Linked DNA regions of Pan troglodytes: region 2 is linked to region 1. The links are chromatin contacts, called in public Hi-C maps. All regions are on one chromosome and are shown on one strand. Each heading gives the region's core, a stretch centred on a gene start, on an enhancer-like site or on the middle of the called end of the contact. The rest is flanking DNA. Distances are from core to core; before and after follow the strand shown. Region 1 holds the start of NIPBL (NIPBL cohesin loading factor). Region 2 has its middle 130 kb from the start of NIPBL.

Region 1 (4,757 bases), core at 1,960-4,459:
TCTTTAGTAAAAATATGTTTATCCCTTGAAATAAAAGTTGTAGAGACAATCACAGGAATATATGAAGGCCTTTTAAACATTTATAATGAAGCCCTTACCACCTCCATCCCCCAAAAAGCAAACCCTCTGCTTTCTTAAGATGTGAACTATTCCTCCCGTCTGCATTCCCTCCCTGGCATGCCCCCCACTCGCACACCCCCCCACCCGCAGTAGGCCTGAGGCCCCGTAGCAAACAGTGTCTAACAGGAGCAGGCAGCACAAAGACAGGAATGGGAGATTAGTGGGAGGGAGGGAGGCCGGGATTGGGGCTCAGCAGGAGCTTCAGGCTTTTTAAAATTCAAACTGCTCCCTAACCAATACAAATCACGGACACGCTACTGACTACTACACGGATTTATAGCATTAAAAACATGCCTAGTACGTGACAGCTATATTAACTTCATTCTTTTAAACATTTATCCGTACGTTTGCAGGAAATGTGAAACAATTTATTGTAACCAGGACGCTAAACTCAAAAATAACCTCCACAAAATAACTTATTCTACAGTGACAATAATTTAATGACACAAAAAATATGAACCAATGTAACAAACACTAGTAAAACAAGGGATTTCGCTGAGCAGTGCTGCTTCATTTTAACCAATGAAAGTTTTCCTTCAGCGAATATGAAACAAAATATCAAAACGTGTAACCCAGGTACTCTTTTCTAGCAATTTGCCTGACTGAGGAATTTTAAATTGGTGTTTCCCCCTTATACCAACCTACATTACGAACGCCTCCATAAACAAGCTCGAAACACTTAACTTACTCATGAACTAGAACTTGTCAAGTTAGAACTGATATTTTTCTCCAGCATTTACAGATACATTTGACCTATTAAAATGACACCTCTCTCATTACACAGTCAAACATCATGGCACAAACAGCCAATGACAATCCTGGGACCTCAAGAAGAACTGCCCTGACATAAAAGGATGGCACCTTCTACAATTTTTTAACCTCCCAAGGATTTTAAGTATAACTTAATTTCTTTTTTGGAAAAAGAAAAGAAAAGAAAATTGGTTTTACCCGTATCTCAGCACAATTCTCAGAACACTTAAAATTCTTTGTATGCTCCTACACGTTTTGGTCAGGAAGTACCTGAGTGTTTTACGTATAGTCGCTTAAAACTGCCCTTACATAACGCATACAAATAGAAAGTGGCAGAGTAAACCTGTCAAGTACTTTATACTTGTCTTTGAATAAAAAGTCCATGTGCAACAACACACTGTCAAAACAACAAGATAAAAGCTCTTGGGGAGGGGGAGATGTGCAGTGTCTACCACAGTATGTTTTTCTGTATTAAATATTCATGTGGACGATTTAATTCTTTAAAAAAGAAAATGAGTCTTTATGAACTTTCCAACGTCCAAACAAGTTTTAGAAAGAGAAAGAATTACCACTGGATCCGCGTCTGAGTATTTACGTTTGTCTCACTAACTGAAACTACTTCCTCCCTTCATGGGGTCACAGGGGGAAGAAGGGGGGTTGTTTGTTTCACTGGGACGTTCCCCACTCCCGGACCGGGAAAGTTGTAAATATGGGGACGATCAGGGCACATTTGCTGTTAGTTGTATTGTTTCCGCCTCCCCACTAGCTACGGCTCCACTCCCGGGCGAGGCCTGTCACCGACCAGCAGTCGCTCCGCTCAGCCCGGAGCTCTCCTAATCCCCGAGCTCAAGTAGATTCCGCTGGCCCGCGGCCTGCACTCTCCGCCGGGCCTACGCCTCCCCGGCCGCCCGGCAGCAGCCCAGTCCCCGCCACCGGAGCCGGCCGGGAGAGGGTACAAAACCACCGCTACCCAAGGCGGCTGCCACCAGAGAGGAGCGAACTCTAGACTCGCCTGTGGAAGAGACCTGGGGCCGCTAAGGAAACGGCGGGGAGGGGAGCGAGGAGGAGAGACGCTGAGGACCTGGCGCCGCCGCCGCCGCCGCCGCCGAAATAAAGAGCAGGAATTTACCTGGGCGAATCGGCGTCTGAATCCAAGGGGAGGCCGAGGCCGCTGTGGCGAGAGACTATAATCCGGGCCGGGAGGGGGGGTGGCTACGGCTCCTCTTCCGTCTCCTCAGTGCGGGGAACATGTAGAGCCGGGGGGAGACCAGCCGAGAAGACAAATCGTTGCTTCTTCTTCCTCCTCCTCCTCCTTCTCCCACATAGAAACACTCACAAACACCCGACCACGGGCCCGAGCTACCGGGGGGGCATCGCCGCGGGCCCGGGAACCAATTCTCCTGTCGGCGGGGGCGTCCCTCCCTGCGGCTTGGTGGTGTCGGGTGAGTCGGTACCGACGGAGGGGGGGGAGGGCGGGGGGAAGGAGCCCTGTGTGTGTCTCTCTCTCGTTCCGTCTCTCCCTCTCAGAACAAAATGCCGACCGGAAGTGCAGCTGCAGGAATGACTCCCTCCGCCGGCGCCAAACACTAACAACCACCCCCTCTTCCCCACTCCACTTCCGCCACCGCCGCAGCCGCCGCTGCCGCCACTTGGGCTCGCGTCCTCGGCCGCGCCGCGCGGCACCCGGGCCCAGCAGCCGGGAGGCGGCAGCTCTCCTCTACGCCCGTCCCCTCAGGGCGGCTGTGGATGTTGCCAGTATTGTCGATGCTTCAGAGCGACGTTTGCCCTGCGACACAGGCGGGCCGGCTCTCCTCTGTCTTTATTTTCCTGGAGGCCGACAGGAGCGGGGCCCGAGTTCGGTGGTGGTCGTGAGCGTGGGGGGCACTCAGGCCCGGACGGGCTCTCAGGTCGCCGACGGCGGCGGCTGGAGGCCGCGCTGGCTGTCCCAGGTCGTCGTTAGGTTTAGGGAGCCGATCTCCGGGCGGCCCCACAGAGGACGCCCGCGATTCGACGGCGATGATGCCCGTTTTAAATGGTGTCCCTGCAGCCGGGTGGATGGATGGATCGTACACCTTGCCTTTTGAGAGCCGGGACCTTACGCCCGACTGCGTGTTATTTCTGCGGAATAAGAACGCAACCTTTGGAGGTGAAGACGACTGTCGGCTGGATTGAATTGGAATCGTGTTTGTGATGCGTTTATTTCTGGAAATACGCGGTCTCCGCTGCTTTTGCTTTTTGTCGGCAGAGGTTTGGGTTCTTCTCTAACCGTCAGGATAAAGGCCTGTAGGCGACGCTGCGCGAGCGAGAAGCTCGCCCGCGGCGGCCCGGGCGCCCCCCTCTAGGTGTGGGTGGAGCCGAGCGCGCGGGGAGAACCGCCGGCCGCGACTCAGCCACCGGTGACTGCGGGCGACCCGCGGGCCTGCGGCCAGCTGATTTCAAACATCGTTTTCCTCTTTAGGTTCGGAAAACTGAGGCGCTGGACAAGGCTGGAATACAATATGTGATTATACGTACAGTACTATGGTTGTTGTAGTTTTTAAATTGTAAAACAAGAAGTAACCATCGTTCCACAGTTCTCTATTAAGTTTGTGTAAATTAAAAAGGGGCTATTTTCGGTAAAAAGTGCAGTAGGTAAGCGGAATTTTACTCAACCGGGACGAAATTCGTGTTATATGAATTGTATTGTGTATTTGTGTGTGTACCAGTGCGCTAAAAGTAAGTAGGAAAACTTGCTTAGATTATTCCTTTTGCCTCAGGCCACTCAGGGGGCCAAGATCCTGTCACTCCTTTTCTCTAGGCCCTGCGAATGGCTTCCCGTCTTGAGGGGAGTGAGCCAAAGCCTTGACTGCGGCAGAAGTCCCCGCGCGCCGTTGAGGGTGGGGGCGGGCCTGCCCTGGCATCCTTGCGAGTAGGACTCTTCCCTGAGCGTCGTCCACAGGGCTTGCTCCTTCACCTTCAGGATTTTGCTCGTGTCACTCGGTGCTTCCGCGGCTACTTTTAAACTGAAAGTTCCCTAGCCCCCTTCTCATTTTATCCTTTGGACAGTCTACATATCCATACTTGTTTATCTTCTTATCTCTCCTTCCCCAGTGCAATGTAAGCTCTAAGAGGACAAGAGGTTGTGTTTTTCTGCACTGGTGTTACGGCCCCCGCCTAGAATGCCACACAGTAGATGCGTAGTATGTGGTTAAGGAATGAATGACGATTATAAGGGCCTTGATGCTCCCCCATTTCTGTCTTTAATATGTACTTATATGCTACAGAGAGCTTTATAAAAGATTTAAAACACGTTTATTACAGAATTCTATAAAAATATATTGCTTCTAAACATTGGAAAGCCCTCCACAACACCAGAAACCCACAAACGAGGGATAAAATTTGTTTTTAGGCTTCTGTAAATGAGCATGCCCGAGGACGGTGCATCAAATGATCATATCCATACTGGGCCGATTATGTTTGCTCTTCTGAGTCTCAAACTGCATTCTTCATCTTGTCGTCCTCTGTCTTGCAAAATACATTAAAAGTGAGAATTTGGTTGGCTCAGAGCAAATCCAGCACTATTGGAAAAGTTCATTCAGCAAGTATTTATTGGGCACAAATGGGTACCAGGCACGCTAATTCAAAAGGTGTGTGTTTCTGAGGCTAGAAGGCCTTACATAAAGGACCACATATGGCTACTTTGGTTGCTACTCAATTATGCTGTCAAGCAAAGCAAATGCTAGTGAAATTTATTTTTAGTTTTCTTCTGAAGAAAAGGTTCAATGAAAGCTGAGGTCAGGCTTGGTGTGGATATTTTAATTCACCATTTAGTTTGCTGTTTGCTTACACTTAGGTTAGCATTAGATATACTTAATCATGATTTTTGAGTACTATAAAACGTGAGAAAT
Region 2 (4,830 bases), core at 888-3,387, 130 kb after region 1:
CTCCATGATCTGTCTTAGGCATTTGGGACATAACAGAGACAAAGAACAGAAAAAAATGCCTGCAATGTTTTGTTAACCTTAGCCCCTTTAGATGGAACAAATGAATTTTAAAAATTGTAATCATCCTTCTGATAGGGTGAGATGAGGGATGCTCCACCTTGCTTTTCACTGGTACTCACTATGTACAACTCACATGATTAAGTGCCTAGGTAAGGAACCTTGAGTACTTGACAGAATAAATTGAAGCGACTCCAGGCCATTGAGTGAAGGCTCAGTTTGAAAATGTTTAGCTTGCAGATCAATAACTCATGAGAAAGAAACAGCTTTGAAAAAGTTACAGTCTGTGATCTATGAGGGCATTGTGCCCTGGGAGGACTTAATGGACATGTAGGAGGTATGTTGGGTTATTCTGACTGGGAAGACTTCACAGGATTCTTTAAGTAGCTCTGCTGGGCCTCTCTGGGCTTGTAGAACCATCATGTTCAAATGGGAGCCATGTACCTATGATGAATACATACGTAATGTTTTAAAAGACATGTGAAATGGACTCTTGGTTATTGGTAATACATTTTAATTTTGGAACAGATATATGCTGGTTTGGTCTAAAACACAAAATTCTTTCCAGGAGAATGCGTTGTAATGGGCTGTAGCTATTGATTCAATAAATATTGATCCCTACTGTGTCAGAATATATATCCTGTCTCTATATACTTATAGACATATATGTATATGTATGAATCTGTATAGAGAGAGAATACATAAAAAATTGGTGGTAGATACTTAATACAGTGAATTTACTAAACATGCAGCACATACTGTTTACGTTGCTTCTATGATAGTCATTTCTGCCTTGTATATTCTTACCTTGTAGAGTTACATCATTCTTCTTGTTTGGATTTGGGTTCCCCATCTAGTCTCTGAGCTTTCCTGGGTTGGACTGTATAGTCCTGCTGGCTGTGCCTCTCCCCACTCTACCCCTTAGCAGTAATTAGCAGAGAGCTACTACTAAGCATCAAACGGGGCAGACATTTAGCTGAGAGCAGTTACAGTTCTCTAAAAGCCACTGCCTGTTCTGCAATTTTCTAAGGTAGTGTGTTGACACGATGGGAAATTGATAGAAAGACGTTAGAAGAAAGTATAATATGTCATAAGGCAGTCAGTGCTTCCTAAACTTTAACGTGTCTGCAGATCACCTGAGGATCTTGTTAAAGGGCAGATTCTGCCTCACTGGGTCTCGGGCAGGGCCCGTGGTTCCCCAGTGAAGCCACGGACTAAACTCGGCAGGAGCAAGGGTATGTGTAAGGGCAGCATCGGAAATCAGACCTTTCAAAGGTAAAGAACTCAGGACGCACCCCTGCCCCAACCCTGGCTGCCCACCCCAAGCTGGGCCACCTGGGATGGCACCTGGCTGGCCCCTGAGTACTGTGTGCGTGCGGGACCCACAAGGGCCCGGCCCCTCTCCCTTCCCCCATTGCCCCAGAACCTGCCGGCTGAGCCTGAGTCGGAGCGCAGCCAGGTGAGGTGGGACGTCTCCACCCGCTCCCCCTGAGACCTGGCAGACCGGTTTTACCTGTCCTGGTCCGGAGGAGGCTCCCGACTCCACTGCAGACAATCCCTCCTCCTCCTCCCCGCCACCGTTCTAGTCGACTACTCTCTTCGTTTTGCTACCTGACACTCCCAAAGCCGCAGAAAGCAAATCCCCAGCACAGCAGCTGGTCGAGCACGGGCTCCAGCGACGTGTGTGAAACTGTTCAACCCAAAACACAAACACCAGCCACTGACATGTTTTAAGAAACGCTACAGTTGGATGACTGCGGAACCAAAACAGACCAAATGGGAGGCAAGAAGGGAAAGCAATTGGCCCAGTTCGGTTGTAGCAGCGGCTCGTGTTACACTCCCTTTGCCAGTTAGCGTCGTGGGCGTTTGTTGCTGTGTTAATTACAGTTCCTCCCGGAGTCGGAGGCGAGAACAGCCCTTGTGGAACAGTTTCAAGTGGAACGTTCCACCAGGAAGAAAACAACTGCCTTCCTCCCCAGCTGGGGAGGGATTCCGCCAGCCGCACTCGGGCAGCCCTGCGGTGCGCGCGGACACCTGCGAGCCGGGCACCCTCGCGCCCCTGCAGCGCGGCTGGAACTGGGACGCCGGGCTGGGGGCCGTGCCCAGGGGCCAGCTGCCGGGACAAAATAAAGCCTTGTTGGCTCCCCCTGAGGGACATGCCTGGCACAGCAGGCAGAGCGCACTTTTCAGTTTTCCTGTTTTCTCTAGAGTTCCTGGGAGCTCCCGGGAAGCAGCGGGGCGCGGGAGGAAGATTGTTTTATCTTCGGATGGGCGGGATGAGAATGGGTGCCAGGGATTCAGAACCAATCAGGGACAAACTTGAGACGGCGCAGCAGGGTGGAAAGTCCATGGTTGGACTTGATCCGGTTCCATATCCTACCTCTGCCTCTGATCAAGTGTGTGACTTTGGGCAAGTTGTTCCCAAGTTGCCCAAAGTCGTTCCACTTTTCTGAGCACCGTAGTCTCACACCTACCTCAAAAGATAGGGAAGAGGTCATACACCTATGTGGCATTGGCTACGTTACCGGGACCCTTCTAAACATATGATCCTCGCAGCAACTTTATAAAGAAGTACTTTTTAAATTGCCATTTCACTGGATCTGTTCTGGGTGATAGTCGTCATCAGAAATGTGATACTGTGGACGGAAGCATAAGGTTGTCCTCCCCCAGTAACAGTGATCTGTATCTCAGGAGGCTCCCTGTGGTGGGGAGTCTGGTGTCCAGAGCAGGGCTTGTGGGAGAGGGAGATGGAAGGGCTGAGTCCTAGAGATGTTAATGAATGTGCCCACGGTCACACAAGCTGATGAGTGGTAGGGCCAGGATTGGAAACAAAGTGGTCTAGTTCCAAAGTCCATGCTGTAAGCACAGCACTAAACTGCACGTTAAATGATAATGTGTATGTAAAGCACCTGAAGAATAGCAGGGAGGTTGGTGGTTTTTATTGTTTCCATTATTACAGACACATAAACATCAAACTAATCCGAACTAGCAAGGAAAGTGGCAGAGCTGTGAGGGTCCAGGTGATTAAGGAAAATCCATCAAAGGCAGCTGGACAGGAAATGAGAAATAGGAATGTGGATCTCAGCTCTAACTCCATCAATGTAGTCATGCCACCATGCAAGGTGTATCCGCAGCCTAGACGTGGTTAAAGATCCTAGAAAATCAATTAGGCCAAGCCACAGGGTGAGGATGGCTCAGCAAGAAGGGTATGAGTCTGTGAGTCTACACCAGTCTCCTGTTACCAACCTGTTCTCTATCAGCTACTTAGTCCAAAAATTCTGAACTGTTAGTTTTTCCGCTATTTCAAAAAATACATTTGTCTGCAGTGCTATTTGGGCTTCTTAAGAGTAAAATTCTTGGAATCAACTCAAAAACTGCAATCTAAAAACCACGGTGTGCACTAGAAACTGCCATTTATGCACACTTATGGGCTGGCACAGACACCTAAAATAATATATGGGAAGTGCTTCAGAATGAAAGCTCTGGGTAATGATATTTTAAAAGGATACCATACATGTTTTGATTGGAATGATAATCTTCCTGGGAGAATTTTGTCATGAATGTGTGACTTTTGCTCACAGTTTCATGTCCTTCTTGGTAAAGCTATTTTCAGAATAGCACAGGGACAGGGTAGAAAAGGATCAGCCCAGGAAACAGGTGAGAGTGGTACAGTTTCTGCCTATGAAGAATTGCCATGGAGGTGGAAGGCAGGTATTTGGGTTCTATAGAGAGCTGCCTACTGATTTTTCACCAGGGCAATGCCCATTCATCAGGATAATCCAGGGCTAGCTGTGAATTTTTGCACATGGAATTAGCTTCCTATTGCTGCTGTAACAGATGACCACAAATCTGGTGGCTTAAAACAACCAAATTTATCATCTTACACTTCAGTATGGTAGAAATCTGACAAAAATATGTCTTGCTGGGTGGTAATGAACGTGTCAGGCTGCAGGACTGTGCCCCTTTCTGCAGGATCCAGGGGCAAATCCATTTCCTTTCTTCTCCAGCTTCCAGAGCCTTCCAGATTCTTCGGCTTATGGGCCCTTCCTCCATCTTTGAAGTCAGCAAGGCAGAGGCAGGCATTGCATCACTCCTGAGTCTCTCTTATGCTTCCCTCATCTTCTTTTAAGGACCCTTATGATTATGTTGGGCCCTCCCAGAGACTGCAGTATAACCTCCCTATTTTAAGGTCCTCTGATTAGCAAACTTAATTCCATCTGCAACCTAAATCCCCCTTTTCAATGTAATGTAATAGATTCACAGGCTCTGAGAATCAGGATGTGGACATCTTTGGGGGCCATTGTTCTGCCTGCCACACACCCCAAATGCTCTGGTAACAGGGATAGCCTTAATTCACAAACATATGCTCAGCACTTATTCTCTGAAAGGCACTTACTCTGTGAAAGGTACTATTAGAAGGGGCTTCTGGGTCATGCAGACCTGTGTTTGAATCCTAGCTCTGTCATTTACTAGTTATGTCATTTTAGGAGAGTTATTTAGCCTTTCCAACCTACAATCTCCTCATCTGTATAATGGAGATAATAATAGTACCTACCTTATTGAATTGTTGTTTGCATTAAATGAAATAATGCTGGAAAACACTTAACACAGTGCCTGGCATGTGATCAATATTCAATGAGTGTTTTGGTTATTATTAAGTATCACGGGTTTTGCATTGTGTCTGCCCTTGAGGAGCCTGGGGAGGAAGGCGTACTCACACACGTAGTTGCGGGGTAAGATGACACACAGAAATAGATATGAAAAAAATATAAG

What was found. Hi-C and Micro-C count contacts between places; a contact is called where the count stands out from the background.
Region 2: a Hi-C map of induced pluripotent stem cells shows a contact between it and region 1, with 2.5 times the contacts expected there. The contact joins the enhancer-like site here to the promoter of NIPBL in region 1. A contact is called at or near these places in 4 of 7 Hi-C or Micro-C datasets (blood, induced pluripotent stem cells and stem cell-derived neural progenitor cells), 1 of 1 datasets of contacts at active chromatin or transcription factors (stem cell-derived excitatory neurons) and 1 of 1 other capture datasets (stem cell-derived neural stem cells).

What each region holds. Positions count from the first base shown.
Region 1 is chr4:75,910,745-75,915,501 of NHGRI_mPanTro3-v2.0_pri, forward strand. NIPBL (NIPBL cohesin loading factor) reads right to left here and starts at 3,210. Exons shown (of 45, transcript XM_063811291.1): 1 at 2,000-3,210.
Region 2 is chr4:76,043,299-76,048,128 of NHGRI_mPanTro3-v2.0_pri, forward strand. No RefSeq gene overlaps it. Among named protein-coding and RNA genes, the nearest start is that of NIPBL, 130 kb to the left of the region's middle. Within about 2 kb of position 2,138, at least 10 of the 24 cell types and tissues checked have an H3K27ac peak or open chromatin away from gene starts, as enhancers often do. A contact at or near this core is called in induced pluripotent stem cells, where this site is marked.